3 separate regions of the Mus musculus genome follow, and all the other regions are linked to region 2. Evidence: chromatin contacts called from public promoter capture Hi-C data. All regions are on one chromosome and are shown on one strand. Each heading gives the region's core, a stretch centred on a gene start, on an enhancer-like site or on the middle of the called end of the contact. The rest is flanking DNA. Distances are from core to core; before and after follow the strand shown. Region 1 holds the start of 2310061I04Rik (RIKEN cDNA 2310061I04 gene). Region 2 holds the start of Hnrnpm (heterogeneous nuclear ribonucleoprotein M). Region 3 holds the start of Nrm (nurim (nuclear envelope membrane protein)).

Region 1 (3,796 bases), core at 420-2,919, 2.2 Mb after region 2:
CCTCCATACTCTCATCTCCTGATGGAGTGGTGGGGGAAGAGTGGGAAGGTCCAGGGGCTTGGAAAGGTATCACAGCCCCAGGATAGGGGCAAGGCGGTCCCTCAAAAAGGCTCCTAAGCCCATCCAGGCAACCACTGTGTAGTTCCGGTCCTGGTCCCTTCTCCCTCTTTCTCGGAGGAAGAACCATACTCAATGAGTTGAGAGCCTGGGCCTGAGAGAGAGGTGGTGGAGGAGCCTGGGGAAGATGGTGGGTAGGAGGATGTGAGGGTGGTAGTGACCGGTGAGGAGGAAAAGATGGAGAAGTCGGTGGAGTGGAGTGGGGCCAGAGCGGGGGGAATGGTAGAGGTCGAGGAGAGAGCTGGTCCTAGGGAAAAGAGAACAAAAAGAAAAAAATCAGACATCTAAGCATGGTGGTGTAGGGGCTACCATGGATTCCAGGCCAGCCAGGGCTACACAGACCTAGTTTTAAAAAACAAAACCAAACAAAGGAACAAGAAATCAGCTCATGCTCCTCCACCCCAGCTGGGCTGATCAGAAGCTTCAAGTCCTACCTGCAGAAGAGAGTTTACCAGAGGAAAGGGAGACATGAGGAAAGAGCGCAGGAGGACAACAGCACCAGGGCCACCGTCCCCAACTTTAGAAAGAACACCTATGATTCCATCATTATCCTGGTTTACTGCTCCATGGGAGAAATGATGCGATCTATATATAACATGTATCAGGATTCTGAAATAGAGCTGTGCAGGGCAAAGAACATCCAAGTGAAGGTGTGAATAGTTCTGAGTTGACTCTGTTGGAACCTCTGGGCACTCTGCCTGCACCTCAGTTTCCAGTAAATAGAGGAGAGGCCTATATAACAGGATGATGAATGTATAAACTTCGTCACCCATAAAGTAGTACATAAACGGAAGCTATTATCATTATATATTACATATATATTCTATATTATCATTTTCTGCACCATTAAATGACAATCGGGCCGATTGCTGAAGGGTGAACTCGGTCACTAACGCTGCTACTGCAAGGATGGCAGGTCACCCGAGGTCAAGCCTGATTCCAAGTCCCTTGGCGCCCAGGAACCCCAGGGGCAGGGGGTCCATGGGGCCTGGCCGAGCCCTCTGGGAGCCTTCCCCGTCGCCGGGGGCGTGGCCGTGCTCCCGCCGTCCCCCGGAGCCCGACCCGGTGCAGCGGCCAGCCTTTCGGGCAGGACCGTTCTGCAGGTGCACCACAGGCCCGCAGTTCCGGCCTCTCTGCCCTGCCCTTCAAGTCACCTCCAGGCACAGGTAAGAACGGCGGGGACCGGGGCCACCCGGGATAGCCGCTCCCCGGACCTCACCGGGAACGCCGGCCCTAGCGGGCCCCGCGCCCCTCACACGTGCAGCACACGGGTGGTCAGGGGCGGCGGGGGCCTCTGCGCCTGCGCGGCCCGGCGCCCCGCCCCTCGGCCGGCTCTGAGGAGGGTCTCCGCCCGCCCCTCCTCACCTGGGGTCGCGCCTGGTAGGCGCGGAGGCAGGGCCCGAGGCGCCGGGCGGCCCCCGGGCTCGGACGGTACATGGTGTTCCGGGAGTGAACGGGCGCCTCCCGCGTCCCGTCTCCGTCTCCTCGCCGGGCAGCGCGCCCCGGAGCCGGCTTCGTGAAGGGGAAAGGAGGGAGGGGGGGGCCGGGGCTAAGGGAGGAAAACGGAGAGACCGTGCGCCTGCGCACAGCGGGCCCGCAGCAGCCCAGGCGCCGCTACGCGGGAGTGCGCTTGCGCACAGCGGGCCGGGGCGCTCCCAGGGCGCCTGCGCAGCCTCTTGTCAGGCCTAGCAAAATGAGGGGAGGTAGGACTGAATATAGTTTCAGGAGAGAGACTGAGGGGCATGTGAATTTGAATAATGACAAGTCACTTTTTGTCGGTAGCTATAGTGATAACAAATAAATACTTTTATTGCTCTGGTTAAAAATAACGATACAAAGGATCTGAGGCTGACAGGCCTGTTGAATGAATGAGTGAATGAATGCATCCATACTGAGGACTAAGCTTTGGCCATGGTTACCAAGGCCTGGTGCTGCGGCGTTCCTGCAGGTTTCGAATGACCCTGGCGTTCATTATGTCCCCACCCACCGTCCAGGACTGGGGGGGTGGCGCCTGGGCCCTTGGAGCACCTGTCTGTGTAGGCTCCTCCCCAGACCCATCCAGTAACAAGACCCGATCCTCACTGGCCGACCTGGTGGGCAGGGAGATGAAGCGTGTGTTAGAGCTGCTAACGGGGAATTACGCTGAGACAATTCTTCAAGGTTGTGGGTGCAGGGTAATGTACAGACACCTGTTGGGTTTTAAGGCTGGGACAGTTACCACGGTGTCCAAACTTAAGTACTCAGAGCACGACAGAGGGGAAAAACACCAGAATTCAAGCCACAAGGAAGAAGGCTTATACGACGTTAGGTAGAAAGATGTGTGGGGGAAACTGGTATCCAGTTCACACAGACTTAGGAGGAAGCAGGAGGAGTAGTGTTAGGCAGTGTCAGAAGGTGCTGGCAGCTGTTAAGGGGGAGGTGTAGACCTCACCTATCCTCCGCTTCCTGTTCCCCCTGCTTCCGTTCTTGGTTGCCTGTGGAAATACCAGGCATCTAGGGAGACTGTAGTCGTATGTGTGTGTGACCTATTTGGTTGGAGAATAAGAAAAAGTGGCTACTTACCTGTACCCAGGAATGAGGTATTGAATCCCCCATGGCGGCTGTAGTGGCAGCTTTGGGCTACCAGCCCCCAGGGAGTCCCCCTGTAGAAGAAACGGGAGATGAAGGGGAAGAGGCTCAGGATGAAAAGGTGGCATGGAGGGGTCAGAGGAGAAAGGAGGGATAGCGTGGGAACAAAGACGATGGGCAGCTACCTCCCTAAAGGATTCTTGTCTAAGACTTCTAGCAAAGGTAGGGGAGGGCTTATTTTATACTTCAAGATTTCCTGTACCATCCTGCACTGTTGCTTTGCTCTAACTGGGATGGTGTGTGATGTGATCTAATTATGTCAAAAACACTTGGGCATGCAGGAAGGAGCTTGCTGAACCATGGTGCCTGAATGTGTGAACTCCCTTAAAATGATTCTTTTAAATATAAGAACTCGGGGCTGGCGAGATAGCTCAGCGAGCGGTTAAGAGCACCGACTGCTCTTCTGAAGGTCCTGAGTTCAAATCCCAGCAACCACATGGTGGCTCACAAACATCTGTAATGAGATCTGATGCCCTCTTCTGGTGTGTCTGAGGACAGCTACAGTGTACTTACATATAACAATAAATAAATCTTTAAAAATAAATAAATAAGCAAATAAATAAAAGAACTTTCAGGCCACAGTAGCAAGGAAGAAAGGGTAGTTTTTAGAGATGGTTGACCCTGTTGGACTATTATTATTATTATTATTATTATTATTATTGACAGGCTTTCACTCTGTAGCCTTGGCTGGACTGCAACTTGCTATGTAGGCTGGCTTCAAACTCTTACCAGGATCCGCCTACCTCTGCCTCCCAAGGGCTGGGATTAAAGGCTTGTGCCACCATGCCCAGTACCCTGTGAGAATTCTTTCTTTTTTTTTTGGATTTTCGAGACAGGGTTTCTCTGTATAGTCCTTGGTTGTCCTGGAATTCACTCTGTAGACCAGGCTGGCCTTGAATTTAGAAATCCGCCTGCCTCTGCCTCCCAAGTGCTGGGATTAAAGGTGTGCGCCACCACCACCATCGGGCTCCCTGTGAGGATTCTTGATCTTAGGCAGGACTTGTCTTCAGAGAGCACTGTGGGGTTTGTGGTGCAGACATGATGAGGTCAA
Region 2 (3,405 bases), core at 382-2,881:
GAATCAGCTCTGGAACTCACGCAGCCTCTCCAGTGCTGAATAACACACAAGAACCAGTTAACCAATGGTGTTTTACTTCTCCCTAACTAAGATAAAAGATATGAAATTTCCTCCAGTAACAAAATAGCCATTACTTGGTAAATGCTTCACTAACAAGTGTTTTAAGTACTCTCAACTCCCAGAGTCCTAAAACTTCCCACCTTATACATTTGATGGAAAACAAAAATTCAGAGACATGGGCTGCTGATTTTAGAACCAAAATGTTTCTCCAGACCTCCTCAAGCTGATATATTAGTATATCAGTATGAGGAGAGTTTCACAGGAGCAGAATCTTATGGTTTCCTCCTTGAAGAAAACTTTTTAGGGCTCAGAAAGACCACCCTGTGGTCTGATATTAGGAATCGAATCTAGGGACTTTGGAGTGCCAGGTTATTGCTATGTTTTCATCCCTCTTTTTGAGAGTTAGGGTCTAGCTCAATTTCCCAATGACTAAATGGCAACCTAGACTGAACTCACTCTATATAGTCTGGCCACACTTTGCACTCTGGATCCTGCAGCTTCCCACTCCTCCCAAAAGGCTGGGACTCCTCAGGCCATGCTAGGACACTTATAATAACGAATCAAGGTCCCTAGACAGATCTCCAAGCAGGATTCCAAAAAAGGGATGATGACGTCTGTCTATTTTAATTTCTGAAACCCCGAAGTGGTGCCTCTACCCGAACACTTTAGGTCTGTTGCTAAGGATGAACACTGAGCAAGCAAAGACCATTTCTCCCATTGGTACCAACTGCACTTTAGGAAGTAGGACTATAAAGAGGGGAAAGAACTCCAGCCCAGGAGCCCGGGTCCGGGGCCATTCTAATGGAAGAAGCACTTCTTGCAGAATGAGGGTAACACCGGTGTCTCGGAACCCCGCAACAAGAGTCATGTCGACACCTTCCGGGTCGCGCCGCCGACCGTACACGTGACACCTCGCACGCGCAAGCCTCCCGCCCCTAACTTCTCAGATCTGAGAAACTGAGACAGAATACTTCCACTACTATGGATTGTATGCTGAAGGGTTGAAACTACACAGTCTTAATGGTTCAACCCTCGAGACCCCAGTGAGAGGTGCTGCGGGCCCTGATCTCCCGCAGCCCGCGCGCCATCACTGCTCTGAGAATAAAATACCAGGCCACAGGCCTGAGGCCTCGACGACGCGCTCAGACAGCCAGGAGGCTGAGGCAGCGGAGGCAAGCGCTGTCGGCAGGGGGCGATCCATTAGGCTCTCCTGGCTTCGTCGTCGTCACAGCCTTGGCCGCCCCCAACTCTCGGCAGGGAAAAGGCCTGCGCAGACGCCGCGCCGCCGTGGGAGAAGAGAAAGCGGCCCACAGACCTAACGGAGCTGCGAAGTAACCTGGCTGGAGTTAGAGAAGGATCAATTGCTGTTAGACTACTCACCCCTTCGGGCCCGGAGCTCCGTTGCCGCTCGGCACGCAGGGCGCGCCGCTCTCTTCCTCCATTTTGGGTTCTGTCGCCGCCACTTCGGCTGCCGCTTCGACCCCTGCCGCCATTTTCTCCGCGTCTGGGCTTTGTGTGAGGGAGCGGGCTCTGTCGAGCTGCGCCTGCGCGCTCACGTGACCCCGAACGACCAGTAACGCCTCCTTGTGCGGCGACCGGCTCCCGCTTCCTGCTCGCCTCGGGTCACGCCCCCTGGACGTCAGGCCACGCCTCCTCCAGTGGCAGGCCTCACTTCCCGATGTCCGCAGATACAGTTGGGTTGTGGGACAGGGGGAGAGATATGTGTCGCTCATTCGAACTTACAATACGAGCGCACATACGGACCTAGTCGGTCCAGCTTACTTTATATTTTTCCGTTTTGTTTTACTCATTAGCTTTCTTTTTTGAGGCAGGGTCTCACTATGTAGCCCTCCAGCCTCTCCCTACCTACCAAGTGCAGGAAATAAAGGCAAGCACCACCACGCCTGGCCTTTTCTTTCTTTTTCTTTTTTCAGCAACTTCATATATGTATATCATGTATTTTGCGCTTGCTTGGGGTTTTGCTGTTGTTGTTGAGACAGTTTCTAGCCAATACTGGCCTTGAATGTCTGAGCTGCCGCCTACACCTCTTGAGTGCTAGAATGATAGGCCAGAGGAACCAGGCTAATCAGTGCTAGGAATTGAACCCAGTGATTTGAACATGCTAGCAGTCTATCAACTTCAATCCCTGACCCTATACTGTTCTTTTATCATATTCACCTACCATTGCCCTTTTATTTCCCGCATTTCCACTGTACCTTCTTTCCAACAAGTTCCTCCATGTACCTCCTTGTCTTTGTTTTATGACCTACTGAGTTGGGTTTGCTTGCAAGAGCATAGATTAGGGGTTGATTTATTGGGGCAACTAAATAGGTGGCTACAACACTGAGGAAAATGACACCTCTTTCCTCCAGCATCTACTACCAATAGATCTTCAGGGAAGGGTGAAGCCTCCCAAGGCTCCCCCACCCCAACATGATGAGGTTCTATCTTGTGCAAGTAACCACAACTGCTTTGACAATGTCCGTGGCATGTCAAGGAGAGATCAGCTTTCCTTAAATGGAGAAAAAATATAAAAATTATGTTGGCAGGAATTATTTTTATTGGGGGGGGGATGGAGGGGGAATGATTGAATACAGGCTTTGAGCATGCCATGGCTGGCATGTGGGAATTGATTTTCTCTTTCCAGTAATCAAATTTAGGTTGTCAAACTTGGCAGCAAACATCTTTACCCACTAAGACAGAGCCAACCCTGCATGCAGAATTCTTGACAGGTTAATATCAAACTAAAACTCTCCATGTAATTCAAAGCATTAGAAGAGATGTATAACAGAAACCTCCCTCCCACCCTTTTCCGACTCCTCTTTTCCCCTTCTTTCCCCTCCCTCCCTCCTATTCTATCTCTCCTTACGGCACCACCCTGACACCATTTCCTGGGACCCTACATTCCAAAGTTATGATGAGAAATAGGTACCAAGCTTGGTAGGCCAGAAGAGTGAAGATGCTTGTGTGTTTTTACATAAATTTTTTTTTTATGGATATCAGTTCACCAGTCACCCAAGGCCTGATCACATCAGCTCTGTTCCTCAATCATATTGTTCCAGTCACGAAGTCTCCCAACCTGCTCTTCCTATGGGCCAGATTCCAGCCTCTGAGTCTTTACTTTCTGAAAAATTGACTTCCCCTTGAGTTTCCAGTCAGGGCAGCAAGATACTACCATGCATGAGCCTGTGTACTAGGCAAGAGATGGGTGCAGAAAACAACAGGGAAGACCAGACTGTACTGGACCCACTGGGATGATGAGACTGCTTTTCTGAGGCTCAATTTGCTCATCTGGAAGTAGGGTTAATGAAAGACTCCTGCCAGACAGTAGTAGTACACACCTTT
Region 3 (3,725 bases), core at 542-3,041, 2.2 Mb after region 2:
GTTCCCCTGTGGGGAGTTGAAAGACTTGGAATCAGAAAGAGGAAGTGATTGTACATAATGCAGAATATTAAGTACTAATGTATAAAAGGGTTGGGTTTTTTTTGCTTTATGAATTTCACTTCAATAAAAAAGTTGCTTACTTTATATTTTCCTGCAGTGAATTATGTATAAGCTTAGAGAACTATTGGTGGTTGGCACAAATGAGGCCCAACTCATGACAGGCAATTGCTTTACAACTCATTCACACCCCAGTTATATGCTTGATCTTTAAGGTTTTTCTTTTTTGGTGGTGCCGGGGGTTGAATCTAAGGCTTCCTGAAATGCTGCTCAAAAGCTTCACCGCTAAGCAGTAGTCCTAGACCATTGTTCATTTGATGCCTGTGGAGGCCAGAAGTCAGCCTTGGATGTCTTTCCTCGGGCCACTTTGTTTTTCTTTGAGATAGGGAATCTCACTGGGACATGGGGCACCCTTAGGCTGGGCTGGATGGACAGTGAGCCTTAGGCATTTGCCTCCCTAGAGCTTGCATTATGATTTAAGGAGGAAACAGGTTAAAGAGAAACCACACATAGTCAACTGCTTGTTTCCCACCTATAAGCTCTTCTGGGACCACTTCACAGTGTCTAGAAGATCAGTGGAGCCAGGATGTGATGCTAGGCCATAATCCCAGCACTTGGAGGCAGAGGCAAGAGGATCTGCTCAAGATGATTCTCAGCTACATAACAGCAAGTTCGAAGCCATCTTGCGCTACATGAAGATTCTGCCATTAAGGCGTGTACCACCACCTGGCTAGATTCTGCCATTAAAAATATATATACATTTTTTTTTTTTTGAGCAGTCCAAGTGGGGGCTGGAGAGAGCTCAGTGGTTGAGGGTACTGGGCTCTTCCAGAGGACCTGGGTTCAAATACCAGCACCCACATGGCAGCTCACCACTGTTACTCCAAGATCTGACACTCACATAGTTGCAAGCAAAACATCAATACACATAAAGGCAAAATAAATGTAAGTACAGAACTTCTTCAAAAACATTCACAGATGGAGCCCACTCAATACATTTCCCAAGCAGAGATCAGGGTGGGGAGGAAAAGTGCTATACAATGCATTAGAACTTGGTCCAGACGTCTTGGGAGCAACCAGCCTCCCTGCCCTTGCTCTATCTGTAATCTGAGAGAATCAGCTCTTGTCTTCTGAGGACCCTGTACTTGGATAGCTATGGTGATTGAGCCTTTCATTACTCGGTCTTTGGTTTTAGAGACAGGGTTTCTCTGTGTAGCCTTTGGCTATCCTAGAACTGACTATATAGGCCAGGCTGGCCTGGAACTTGGAGATCCATATGCCACCATCTCCCGACCTTGTCTCTCTCTCTCTCTTTTTTTTTTTAATGGCTTTTTCGGAACCGGTCTCCATATGCAGTCCAAGCTAACTTCAAATTCTCCTGCCTCACCCTTCCGAGTACTGGAATTACAGGCACGAGCCACCACACCCAGCTCTAAAACGGTCACTATACAAAAATCTATGTTGGGCGGGGTGGCGCCGTTTGTAACCCCAGCACATCAGGGATTGAGGCTGGAGAATAAGGAGTGATTATCTTTAAAAACAAGATGTTCTTTATGTTTCCACGCAAGGGAGGCTCTGTCTTCACTTTCCTCGAGAACACTGACAGCGCTGAGATTCGACCCACAAGGGTAGCCGCAGACCAGCTGCCCTGACGACGCCTGGGATTCCAACTCCGCGCTGTGACGCGCCGCTCGCGGTCCCCGCCTTGCCGCCAGCACCCCCAAGGAGGCGGGACCTGGGCAGGGCCAGCAGTCGCGGGAACCCTGAGCCCGCCTTCTCCTCAGGCTCCGCGCTGCTCGCCATGGCACCGGCGCTGCTGCTGGTTCCTGCGGCCCTCGCCTCCTTCATCCTGGCCTTTGGCACCGGAGTGGAATTCGTGCGTTTCACCTCCCTGAGGCCGCTGCTTGGAGGGATCCCGGAGTCTGGCGGTCCCGGTGAGCCGCAGGGATCCAGGGCGAGCTGAAGCGGAGAGGAGGAGCCGAAGCAGCGTGGCGAGGGCGGGGCATGGAAACAAATGACAGGGAAACCGCCAAAGCTGGGAGGCGCTGCTGGGAAGGGAGCGGAGGCTAAATCAGAAACTCCAAGATTAGTCTTGTGCAGAAAGCTGCGAGTGAAGACTGACAGAGTACGGCCCGGGGTGGGGGTGGGGTTTTGTGAGGAGAGCCAGGGGAAGGAGAAAGATAAAAAAGGGGAAACGCTGCTAGAAAACCCCAGACAGCGAGATGTGGTAGCTCACACCTTTAACCCTATTATTGGAGGGGGCAGAGGCAAACGGATCTCTTGATTGAAGGTCTATCATTACTGATTTCAAGGCCTGATCTATTGAGTGAGGACTATGTATGTAGAGATACCCTGTCTTGGAAAAGCAAACAAGAAAACCACACCAAAGACCACTTCCCTAGTCTCCTTGCTTGCTTGTGTGTGTGTGTGTGTGTGTGTGAATGAATATAATTGTGGAATGTGTGCTTGTGCTCCTGTGTGTGCAGTGCAAACGGCTGCTGAAGGACAACCTTGAGTTGTTTGTTTGTTTGTTTTTGGGTTTTTTTTTTCAGGGTATTTCTATGTATCCCCAGCTGGCTTGGAATTCAGAGGCCTATGTATTCTTTTTTTTTTTTTTTTTTTAAGATTTATTTATTTATTTTGGTGTTTTGAGACAGGGTTTCTCTGTATAGCTCTGGCTGTCCTGGAACTCACTCTGTAGACCAGGCTGGCCTCAAACTCAGAAATCCGCCTGCCTCTGCCTCCCGAGTACTGGGATTAAAGGTGTGGGCCACCATGCCTTTCTTTCTTTCTTTCTTTCTTTCTTTCTTTCTTTCTTTCTTTCTTAAGATTTATTTATTTTATGTATATGAGTAAACCTTAGCTGTCTTCAGACACACCAGAAGAGGGCATAAGATCCTATTACAGATGGTTGTAAGCCACCATGTGGTAGCTAGGAATTGAACTCAGGACCTCTGGAAGAGCAGCCAGAGCAGCCAGTGCTTATTGAGGGGGGAGGGGGGAGACAGGGTTTCTCTGCATAGCCCTGGCTGTCCTGGAACTCACTGTAGACCAGGCTGGCCTCGAATTTAAAAATCCACCTGCCTCTGCCTCCTAGCCAATGCACTCTCTCTCTTTCTCTCTCTCTCTCTCTCTCTCTTTTTTTTTTTTTTTGGTTTTCCAAGACATGGTTTCTCTGTGTAGCCCTGGCTGTCCTGGAACTCACTCTGTAGACCAGGCTGGCCTCCAACTCAGAAATCCACCTGCCTCTGCCTCCCAAGTCCTGGGATTAAAGATATGCACCACCACTTCCCTGCTCTAGCCAGTGCTCTTAACCGATGAGCCATCTCTCCAGCCCTATCTCCCACATATTCTTGGGACATAGTTGTTTTTTTTTTACAGAGACCTGAGGCAAACCAAGAGGTTCGATGGCTCACCTGGAACTGGGGTTATAGATAGCTGTGAGCTGCCATGTAGATGCTGAGAACCAAGCTGGGTCCTCACAGCAAGTGTTGTTAACCACTAAGACTCTCTGGGGATTCTTCTGTCCCTGCCTTCCCAGCACTAAAATTACTGGCACACACCACCATGCTGGGCTTGAATTCAGGTCCTCGGGCTTATACAACACTACATAGACTGAGCCATCTCCCCAGCCCTCCCACCTTGTTTTTAAAGGTGACCCTACCTAA

Evidence for each region. Promoter capture Hi-C pulls out the DNA fragments that hold promoters and counts their contacts.
Region 1: a promoter capture Hi-C map of cranial neural crest shows a contact between it and region 2. The contact joins the promoter of 2310061I04Rik here to the promoter of Hnrnpm in region 2. A contact is called at or near these places in 1 of 39 promoter capture datasets (cranial neural crest) and 2 of 9 other capture datasets (adipose tissue and liver).
Region 3: a contact with region 2 is called in a promoter capture Hi-C map of liver, with 2.2 times the contacts expected there. The contact joins the promoter of Nrm here to the promoter of Hnrnpm in region 2.

Annotation. Positions count from the first base shown.
Region 1 is chr17:35,895,709-35,899,504 of GRCm38.p6, forward strand. It overlaps 2310061I04Rik (RIKEN cDNA 2310061I04 gene), which reads right to left and starts at 1,670. Exons shown (of 6, transcript NM_001033630.1): 1 at 1,483-1,670; 2 at 1-364. The coding sequence starts at 1,554. Atat1 (alpha tubulin acetyltransferase 1) reads right to left here. Exons shown (of 13, transcript NM_001142744.1): 11 at 2,680-2,759; 12 at 2,549-2,591; 13 at 1,887-2,207. The coding sequence ends at 2,033.
Region 2 is chr17:33,683,827-33,687,231 of GRCm38.p6, forward strand. It overlaps Hnrnpm (heterogeneous nuclear ribonucleoprotein M), which reads right to left and starts at 1,632. Exons shown (of 16, transcript NM_029804.3): 1 at 1,441-1,632. The coding sequence starts at 1,553. It also overlaps a transcript of Marchf2 not described here.
Region 3 is chr17:35,859,527-35,863,251 of GRCm38.p6, forward strand. It overlaps Nrm (nurim (nuclear envelope membrane protein)), which reads left to right and starts at 1,792. Exons shown (of 4, transcript NM_134122.2): 1 at 1,792-1,991. The coding sequence starts at 1,859. It overlaps Mdc1 (mediator of DNA damage checkpoint 1), which reads left to right. Exons shown (of 16, transcript NM_001010833.2): 16 at 1-144.